2 separate regions of the Drosophila melanogaster genome follow, and region 2 is linked to region 1. A link is a contact called in public Hi-C data. All regions are on one chromosome and are shown on one strand. The core of a region is the stretch at or near the end of the contact, and the rest is flanking DNA. Distances in the headings are between cores, read along the strand shown.

Region 1 (4,821 bases), core at 1,258-3,757:
CAAGGTGGCAAAGGATGGAAGGATGAATTCATTGCAGCTGCTGCTGCTGCATAAATGCTGAAAGTTTCCTCCAAGGTAGCCTTGATGTTGCCACTGCACTTTTTGTGCCGCATGCCGCAGCAAATTCCCCTTGCCTCGTCGCACCACGCCCAACCAACCCGCAACTTTTGCCCACCTGCATGCAACAGAGTTGCAGCAACGCTTTTTGGCTCGCTGAGTGCAATTTTTTAATGACAACTTTCGCCGGGGACTGAGTGAGTGGGTGGATGGGTGGGTGGTATGGTCGAAAATCAACTTGATGCTGCTCGACGATGCGCAAACCGAGCGAAGTGAGTGCAAAGGGCTTAGGACTCTTGCTGCCAAAAGCAGCAAAAACATGGCAAAAATCAGGGGAAAACCATCAACAGCAACAACAACGACAATGGCAACAACAACGGCGAAAACCGTTCAAGTGAGCAGCCATAAGAGATTTCCCCGCCGCACCAGCCAAGAAATTCGAATCCGAGTGGCAAGTCAGAGCAAAAGTAAAGCAAAGTCAGCAAAGTGCAACGCGCAGGGAAAACAACCTGAAAGCAGAATGCACCGGAAAAAAAAACAACTACGCCATGAATATGTAATCAATCGAGGAAATGTGTGAAAAATATATATTGAATACACTTTAAATTTTAATTAAATGAAAAATGACTTAGAAGGAAGGACTTCTATGATAGTAATTCAATCAAGAAATACACAATACAGAAATAATAATTTTGAAAATTGCGCTATTGAATGTTTCTGTAATACATGCATAGAATACGTAATCAATAATTTCGAAACAAATTTAATGTTAATTAGGTTGTTTAGCCATTCAGTCATTATAATTTTATTTTAATGAGCTAATAATCGAATCAGAAACGACTGGACTTTTAGCTGCAGTTCAGAAATTCGTGAATATTGTATGCATGTACATATATTGTGAAAATGCAGCTGATATGTAATAATCATTGCTCATTCGCTTTTTCCCTCGGCGGAAGGAAGTTAATGGTGGCACAATTGGATCCGCAGGCGGGGTGACACACTGGCCGAGTTCAAATGACTCGAGTATCTCGAGATGGCGAAGTTGAAGCTGAAGTTGAGGGTGTGAGTGCAGGAAGCAGGATCTGCGGCTGCCATCTTAATTTGCATGCACTCGCTGGCGGTGCGTGTGTATGTAATTTATTTGTCGCGCGAGCGGAATTCCCTTGAACTTGTCCGCTGGCATCAGCATCACCATCACCATCAAAACCAGCAGTAAGGAGCGGCAGTAGGAGCGGCAGGCGGACTTGCAGCGTGCAACATGCAACATGAGCAGCAGTTAGCAGTCAGCAGTCCGTCTCGTGTGTCCTGCGTCCTGTGTCTGTGCCACATCGTGCGTCTGCCGACAACACGCAGGACTCTTCGTGCCGCCCGCTGCAATTGCAACGCTGCCTGCCCTATCGGCCACGACTGTCGCTCGGAGGCGCCACACGAGCTGAGGTAGCCCAATAGAGTCCACACCGGACACCGCCAGCGATGCCCCGCCCCTTCGATAACAAGTGGGCGAACCTATCAATTTGTAAATCTAAAATTATATAAAAGAAATAGGAAAAATTGTTTTCATTTATTAAATACTTACCCATAATAGATTATTTATCTTTATATTTAAGTAAATATTCAATAAATGAGTACCACATCCATATGTATGTACAAACATACAAAGCACACCGAAACCGTATGTATGTATTGTAGAATAAGAAATGAGATGCAATTGAAAGAAGAGAGAGATCAAAGTAAAAAATGTGTCTCAAATCGCTTTCGTTGACAGCAAGAATCAGTGGGCAAATCGAAGGAAACATGCAAAACTAACTGTTTGTGAATGAATTACTTTGGATAACGGAAGATAATACGCGAATGATGAATAAGAATTAGTGTAGCTGTGTTCATTGTATCCAAATAATATTCAAACAGAGCGGTGCATATATATTTCATACATACATACATATGTAAGTATTTACATATACATATATGCATATGTATTTTTCATTGATAAAGTGGGTGTGCTTGTTTTCAAAGAACCCCCCTTCAATTTTTTTTTTTTTTTTGTTAATTTCGAGTGCAAAACCACATTACACGTGTTTATTTATTTTGGGGTGGTTTAACCCCTGGCGACCCCTGGCCCGGCATTTATCGAACCTTTGCTCATCTCCCATGCGAATGCAGTCCACACTCGCGTTCCACAAGTGCCACTATGGCGCCTGCGCATCGCCCAAAAGCGCCGCACGAAGTGGATTTCAGTTAAGCGGAGCGGGAATCGGAAGTGGAGCAGCGGACACACGGCCTCACCCACACGCATCCTTCGTGTGCGCTTTGCCAAAGGTGGGCGCGCGCGCGTGTGTGTGTGTGTGTGTGGAACTCGTGGGCCGAGACACTGACGACGCGACACGAGGCGACACGAAGCTTTGGCCGAGTTTCGAGCCGCGAGTGCTCGGCGGTTCAGTTTCGTTTAGGTTATCGAACACAACGGTTTGTGCCGCGCGATTAAAGGCGGATATATTCACTGCATTTGACTCGACTCTCGATTCGATTCGTTTCGTCTCGTTTCGGATCGTCTTGCCACACAACTCGAACTCGAATGCGAAAGCGAATCCTCGACAACTGAATTCCATCCGACATCGAAACTGTTTATCTCGGGAAATTCAAACGCTGCAGGAAAGGCGGTGAAACGGTCGCGATCGCGATCATCAAATTGCAATTGTGGCTGGCCCGTCCTAAACCGCCTAACGTCCCACGTCCCACGCCCCCGCCCGCCCCACACGGAACGTTGTCCCCTCACCGCGCCGCCCAATACATTAACCCCCGTTAACCCCCGGGAAATTCAAAACGCGTCGCGTCGCGTCGGGAAACGCGTGCCGCCGCCAATTGCATCTGTTGTTTGTTGTTTTTTTCGGTTGAGTGTGTGAGAGTGTGCCATCTATATTGCATTGTTGTTGTTTCTCTTTTTGGGGTTTTCCTCAATTGACAAGAAAAACACGAAAACAAAGAAGGCGAGAGACGTACAAGTGAAACGTAAACAATGAAAAGTGAGACGACGGCTGGCGAAAAAGTGAAATCCAGTTGATTGCAGTTTGCAGTTGGCAGCAGCTGCAGAGCGAAAGCGAAAAGCTTAGCATACTTTTGGGCCTGCCCCAATAACTCAAGCCGTAAGTGTCCTGTGTGTGTGTGCACTGCTGATGTGTGTGTGTGTGTGCGTGTGCGGGTGGTGTGCGTTGGTATTGTCGTGTTTGTGTGTGCGGATGAGCCTTTTAAAGTCCCGAGGCTGTTGCTGCCCAATTGAAACGGAAATTCACTCAAAAAAGCGCCAAAAATGTGGCAAAAAGAAATTTACTACAATTACAACTAAAAACTTACTAAAAATCCTAACTTAACTAATTTCGTAATTTTTAAAGTCCGCTGGCTGAAGAAGCGGAAGCAGAGTATTAGAAGAATATTACTGTTAACTATACAACTTTCATGTGTTGAAAAGCCGCTGGCAAAACAGAACATCGTAGTCTTATAAAGAAATTTTTATTTAAGTGTTTTAACATATAAAATCTCTTCACCTTTAATTTTAATTTCTGGAGAATGTGCCTTATTTGTACGTAATTCTTGGACCATAAATATGCCTATATATTGGGCTACAAAGTTCGAAAACTTCTCAAGTCCTCAGAAGTGCAAGAAAAATGAAAAATTTAAAGAAAACGCCAGAAGTGGCAAAAAGTTTGATCTGCGATCTCCAACTTGTACTAATAAATATGCTTCCATATATTACATATATTTTTTTTTTTGGGCTGCCAATGTGGCAAACTTGTATCAAGAAATTTTCAGATCCTGAAAAGAAAAGGACGAAAAAAAGTCCACACCTGCGAGCAGAAAATTTCATGTTGCCGTCGCCAGCGAAGAAGGCAAAAATGTTTAAGGCGAATTGCGAACTTTTACTCAATTTATTCGAACTTTTCACGCCTGCCTACGGATTTGCTTTCATTTTTTTATGCCTACACATATTATATATATATATATATATATATTTTTTTTTGCTGCTTTTCTTCATTTTGGGTAGCAAAAATCGAATCAGCGAGGCAGGAGCAACAGCAGCGGGCCAAAATAAAAATATATATGTTTATAGATGTGTACAAAGAAAAATGCGATAATTTAATCTGGTTAAAGCTGCGAAGGCTATGGCCAAAGCTACATAGCTCGATTTTCCCAGGAGTAAAGCTGTTATGCAGCAGACTTTTGGTCGCGTCTAAGCAAATTAAAAACTTTTGCTCCCTACATTTCCCTTTGCTTTTTTTTTTTTTTTTGTGTCACGTCTTTTTGGGCCCGGTTTTTTTTCATTTTTTTTTTTAATTTATTTTGTATTCCAAGTCATGTATATTGTATATGCATAAATTGTGTTTATGCAAAAAGAAAAAAAATCCAGTCGGCAATAAAGTACGCGTTCAATTTTGCGCAATAAAACGGCAAATGCGAAACAAATGTGACGCAGCTGACGGATCCGAAAAAGATCTTTTTGGCTATTCGAAGGTTGCAAGATGTCAATTGAAGTGGGCTTTTCGCATGAAGTGCAAATGGCTTGGTGGGGCTCAATACAATCCATGTGAGTTGGGATGATATATATACATACGTATATACGTATGCGTGTATTTACTGACTGGGTCATAAAAAAGGTGGCATAAAGCAGCGCCTAGATGGAAATCGAGAGAGACAGGCGAGGCTTATAAATATGCGCGACTTTATGGCCTTTGGGAAGTGTTATGTGCGAATTTCCTTTCGCATTCGCATTCA
Region 2 (4,821 bases), core at 1,023-3,522, 43 kb after region 1:
CATAATAACATCACAAGAAAGTGGCGAACTTTGAAGCAGTGGCTCCAAGATGGGGCAGACGTTTAACCTTTTTACTTGTTGCTCTCGTTCTTCGCAGGTCGCCGGAGATAGGATTAGGACCTGTCATGTCCTGCAAACATCCTTACTGCCTCACTGCCTACATCCTGTGTCCTGTGCTGCGTGTCCTGGGCCATAGTTCAATTTTAAGCATCGGAGACAGCAGAAGCATTTTTGCTTCGCATTCTTTTTGGTTGTTGATGTTGACCATGGCATGTTTGACAATTTCCACTTTCCGCTGTGGCACACAGCCAACCGGCACTGACAGTTCTCGGAATCTCTGGTTCTTTGGTTCTTTGGCTCTTTGGTACTCTGGTGCTATGGCCGCCTGTGTCCCTCGATCTGTTGTCACCCTAAACATGCTTTAAACAATCAAAACAAACGGCTGGCAGGCGGCAGCAACAAGAACATCAAGAGAACATCTCCCTGGCATCACGACATCGAACACACACTTTCTGCATTGTCAGTTTTAATAAATCGTCTTGTGTACGAGCATGTACACATGTACACATTATGTATCGCTGTCGAGAAAAAAAAAACCAAAAACAAAAACAAAAGCACAAAAAATGCAAAACAAACTCTTGACCAGCAGCAAAACTGAGCGAAGCGAAGCTCAACAAAAAAAGATACACGAACGCATAGATACGGTGAAATGCATTGAAGAAGCGATGGATATGTGTAGAGGGATTCCTCAAGGATTTAATAGTCTCAAATAAGCAGGGGAAGTTCTTGGAAATGAAAGGATACAAAACGATTGCGCCATGCTAAGACCAACTCAATTTAAATTGCTTTCCGGAAATGTTTAGGCAGCAGTGTGGTAAGGGGAAATTAGGAAATACATATATATATCTGGAAATTTAAAAAAAAAGAAAGAAATACAATTCAGCCACGCGATTACCACTTTCTTTCGATACAACCCATATACCCATTACAATTGGATGCCGTGCGTGATGTTTGCGGCCTTTGGCGGCTTTGGCGTCTGTTTTCATTTCTTGGGCCTCGTGGCCTTTGCTGTAAATCAACTAATAAAATATTTACAATTCTCGGGATTCTCCGAGACCCGCTCAAAGCGTATATATATTAGTGTGAACAAAGGGCCACACGAGTTCAGGAAAAGAATTGAGCCAACGTTAAAGAACCGACGCATTCGTGTTTATTTTTACTTTCAATTTTCTGCCAGCCGCCCCTATTTTTGTTTATTCATTTTGATACGAGCAATTCTCTAGACCGGGGTTGGAATTATCGAGTTGCGAGATACTATGTACAATATTTCATTCAACAAAGAATAAAAGATACAAGATAAAAATCGGAAATTTAGAGAAAAGCATGAATTTCAATGATCAACAACTCAAGTCGAGAAATTATGTTTGTATATATTTTAATATCTGTTATGAAACTAGATAATAGTTGTTTTACATTCATTAATTAGGAATGATAATTCTTGAATTTCCCTTTAAAAAATGGAAATGGGTATGAAAATCTTCGTTAGCCTTCTACTCTGCTGCTTTTTTTGTTTTTTTTTCTCCCCCTTTTTGCCGTTTAATAATTATCAACGCATTAGTGGGCGTCTCTCTCTTGTCCTCTTTCGCTCTCCTTCGTCGCTTTCTCCGCTTTCTCCACATTCTCCAGTCTCTATGGCGTTCTGGGCCAGGTTGGAAGCCTCAGGAAATGCTCTTGCCGCTTAATTATTCACGTTTTGGCTTGTAATTTCCCGAATGAAAAGGGATGGTGGCGGGGGGGGGGGGTCGGCTGCTGGAATGAGGGGGTGGTGGGTGGCGGGTGGCGGGTGGTCGCCTGACACTTGTTGGCCGCCACTGTGGTTAGACGGCGATTAAAGAAGGAAGCTGCCGGAGGCCAGAGGCAGCCGCCAGCAGCATATTTAATTAAATTCTAAACTCAGCACAAAATGCAGTCCAGATGGAAGGAGGAGAGCGAAAGAGTAAGCAGGAAGAAGAATGATAGAGACGGCATACACAATCAGTGGTAGCTTAGCAAAGGGCAAATGCGGTGTATAATCTATTTGCATATGTATGTATATATGTATGTATGCGTGTATTTTGTACTGGTGTGTGCCGATGTTTAGCGGTGTGTGTGTGTGTTTGTGTGTGTGAGCTTTTGTTCTTTTACCTTTTCGCCATTTCCGCTTCTCCGTGTCAGGCAAGCGCCTGCCTGGCATTATGCAGCGAAATATTCAACAAACATTTTCACTTCATTTCGCGGGCATCGTTAGCAGCTGCCACGCCCCTAACAGACTGCCTTCGCCAGCGCCCCCATTGTGCTGCAACTGATTTTAATTACATTTAATGCGAGACACTTTTTTTCTTGCCTTCCTTCCTTCCTTCCTGCCGTCCCATCTTTGTAACCCTCACTACTGCCACCTGCTGACTACAAATTTGTATTAATGTTAAACGCTAGTTATGCCTGCGCCATGCCACGCCCCCTCCGCCCACCAGATGGGCGAGTGGATGTCCTTCCGTTTTTTTCCCCGTTTTTTTTATATTTTTTATTTCTTGTTGTTTTTTTTTTTTTTTTGTTTGTTATTTTTTCCTTGCATATTCATGGCAGGCGGATGGGTCCATGTTTGTTTGCTCATCAGCCGAAGACAACTGTCGGCGGGAAATGGCTGGCGGAGAGGGGAACGAAACGGAACGAAACGAAACGGAAGGGGAAGGGGAAGAAAAGGAAAGGAAACAAGTGTTGCCTGGCAAAATGGTGGGGTAATTGCTAAGTGAAGTTTAACTGAAAGTTGTGAACACAGCGGCAGTGGCGCAGTGGAAACTTTGCAGTTAGTTGATTCCCCCGAAAGTATGCAACATTGATTGAAACAATTAAAGTAATCCCTAATCGACAGGACTGGCTTATCCTTTGGCAGGTGTTTAAAGCTCTGTTGGCCCGTGTGCGCAAGTACACTGGTCGAAAAAATAGTACCTAACTGCTCTCTCATTTGGCGGCTGCCGAATTCTGATATTTTGAATACTAAATATTTTCTCTGTGAGCCGAATGCATTCAATTTGCTTTCACTCTGCGGTGACCGTTCATTACATTGATACGCAGCACAGATTCTGAAACACCCCCCCCCCCCCCTTGGTGCAACATTTTTGCGCTTTTTGCTCATTTAATGGCATTTGTAGCCTGGCTGTTTTCGCAAATTATTGCCACCAGTGCACACACACACACACACACATGCAAACGAACAAGTTGCTGGGGAATTTAATGCAAAATAATGATGCAACGACCGATGGTCATCCAATGCTGGGCCAATTTTCAATTTGATTTGCATGTTCAGCGGGACAGTGGAGAAATTCCATTGGGGCCGTCATCGTCATCGGATTCGGAATCAGAATCAGAATCAAAATCAGAGCAGCATATAGCCGATCCATTGCATCCATTGCAGTCATTATGACCACGATGAAAACTGGCTTTCGTATACGTCATTTATTTATTGCAAGTTTTATGTGTGGTCTTCTGCTAGCTTAACGGAGTCGCGGATTAATGTTGTTCACAGGACGCACTAATGTGCATTTCATTTCCATTTAGTGACAGCATGGTACTTCAAATATCTTGGGGGTAGGATGGTTGAATTACTACTCTTTCTAAAGAGCATGTCTACTGTCCAATTTTGGGTCGTCTGGCGTTAAAAGAAGTAAATGCAATTTCAGAGTGTGTAAATTATGTTAAGTATTTACGCGCTTTTCAAAATGTTTTTCCAGCCATTTTGCATTTAATTAATTAAGTTTCCTTGAAATTAAGCTGTCGAATCCAGAGTTCAAAGTAAAAACAAATATACTTTTTGCAAATATTTACCGAAAGTGTTACAAAAGCCTGAACTGAATACACTGTACTGCAAAATCAGAAGTTTTGAAAGCGGGTTGTGATTGTGAAATTAAAATGCATTGAAATTTCCAGATTTCTGAGTTTTAGATGACAAAAATGAACTCCAAATTTCAAATAAATAATTGAAAAGCTATACCAAAGAATTCGCGTTAATGTATAAAAGCCATGTAAAAGGTATTCTACAATTACTCGATCGTATTTATCGTTGTAATACTCATGAGGGCTGCAAAGAGGCTTAAGAGCACATGTGTTCGTGTGTGTGTTGCAGTTGCGTGTGGCGACGTGCCACGCCCACCGTCGGACAGCTGCCGCCCCTTGGCGTTTGCGTGATGGGAATGAGTTCGAATTAAATCACAGGCGGCAATTAAATGAAATGAAATTTCCTTCTCAAAAGTCGCTCGCCCACAAAAGTGTGCTGAACAGTTTAAACCGAACACACGCAATACTCACACTCTCTCACACACACACACACACACACACAGACACACGGAGATAAACTGAAATCAATGACAAAAAATACAGCGCTATCTGGCCATGTGTGCGAGTGAGTTCATGAGATGGTGTGTGTGTGTGCAGCCATACGAAGACATGGAAAAAAAAGAACGGTGAGCCAAGCGAAGAATTCGAATGAACAAGGAGCGAGGAAAAGCGCAGGGAAGCACTGTGAAAATCAGTATATTTATATGCAAATTTAATAGATATGTTAAATAATTTCAGAAAAAAACATACTAAGTACTTTTGAATTTTCACATACGTGCAAAATATGTTTTCGAACAATTGACGATACTACTACTTATTGGCTATTTAAAGGCTTTAGTGATTGTGAGGCAATCTCTTGCTATTCGGGGGGTCATTTTGTTTCAGTGCTTAAGGCGGGTGTGTGGGCGTGTTGGCTGGTAGCCACCATCGATTGCTTTTGTTCTCGCAGCT

The links. A called contact is a pair of places that touch in the nucleus more often than the background predicts.
Region 2: a contact with region 1 is called in a Hi-C map of the Kc167 cell line, with 2.0 times the contacts expected there. The contact joins the enhancer-like site here to the promoter of dpr8 in region 1. A contact is called at or near these places in 16 of 107 Hi-C or Micro-C datasets (the Kc167 cell line, the OSC cell line, cellular blastoderm embryo and 8 more).

What each region holds. Positions count from the first base shown.
Region 1 is chrX:14,319,719-14,324,539 of dm6, forward strand. dpr8 (defective proboscis extension response 8) reads left to right here and starts at 2,508. Exons shown (of 10, transcript NM_167408.2): 1 at 2,508-3,197.
Region 2 is chrX:14,362,644-14,367,464 of dm6, forward strand. All of the region lies in intron 3 of dpr8 (defective proboscis extension response 8), which reads left to right. Among named protein-coding and RNA genes, the nearest start is that of betaNACtes3, 14 kb to the right of the region's middle. Within about 2 kb of position 2,273, at least 7 of the 39 cell types and tissues checked have an H3K27ac peak or open chromatin away from gene starts, as enhancers often do. A contact at or near this core is called in the Kc167 cell line and the OSC cell line, where this site is marked.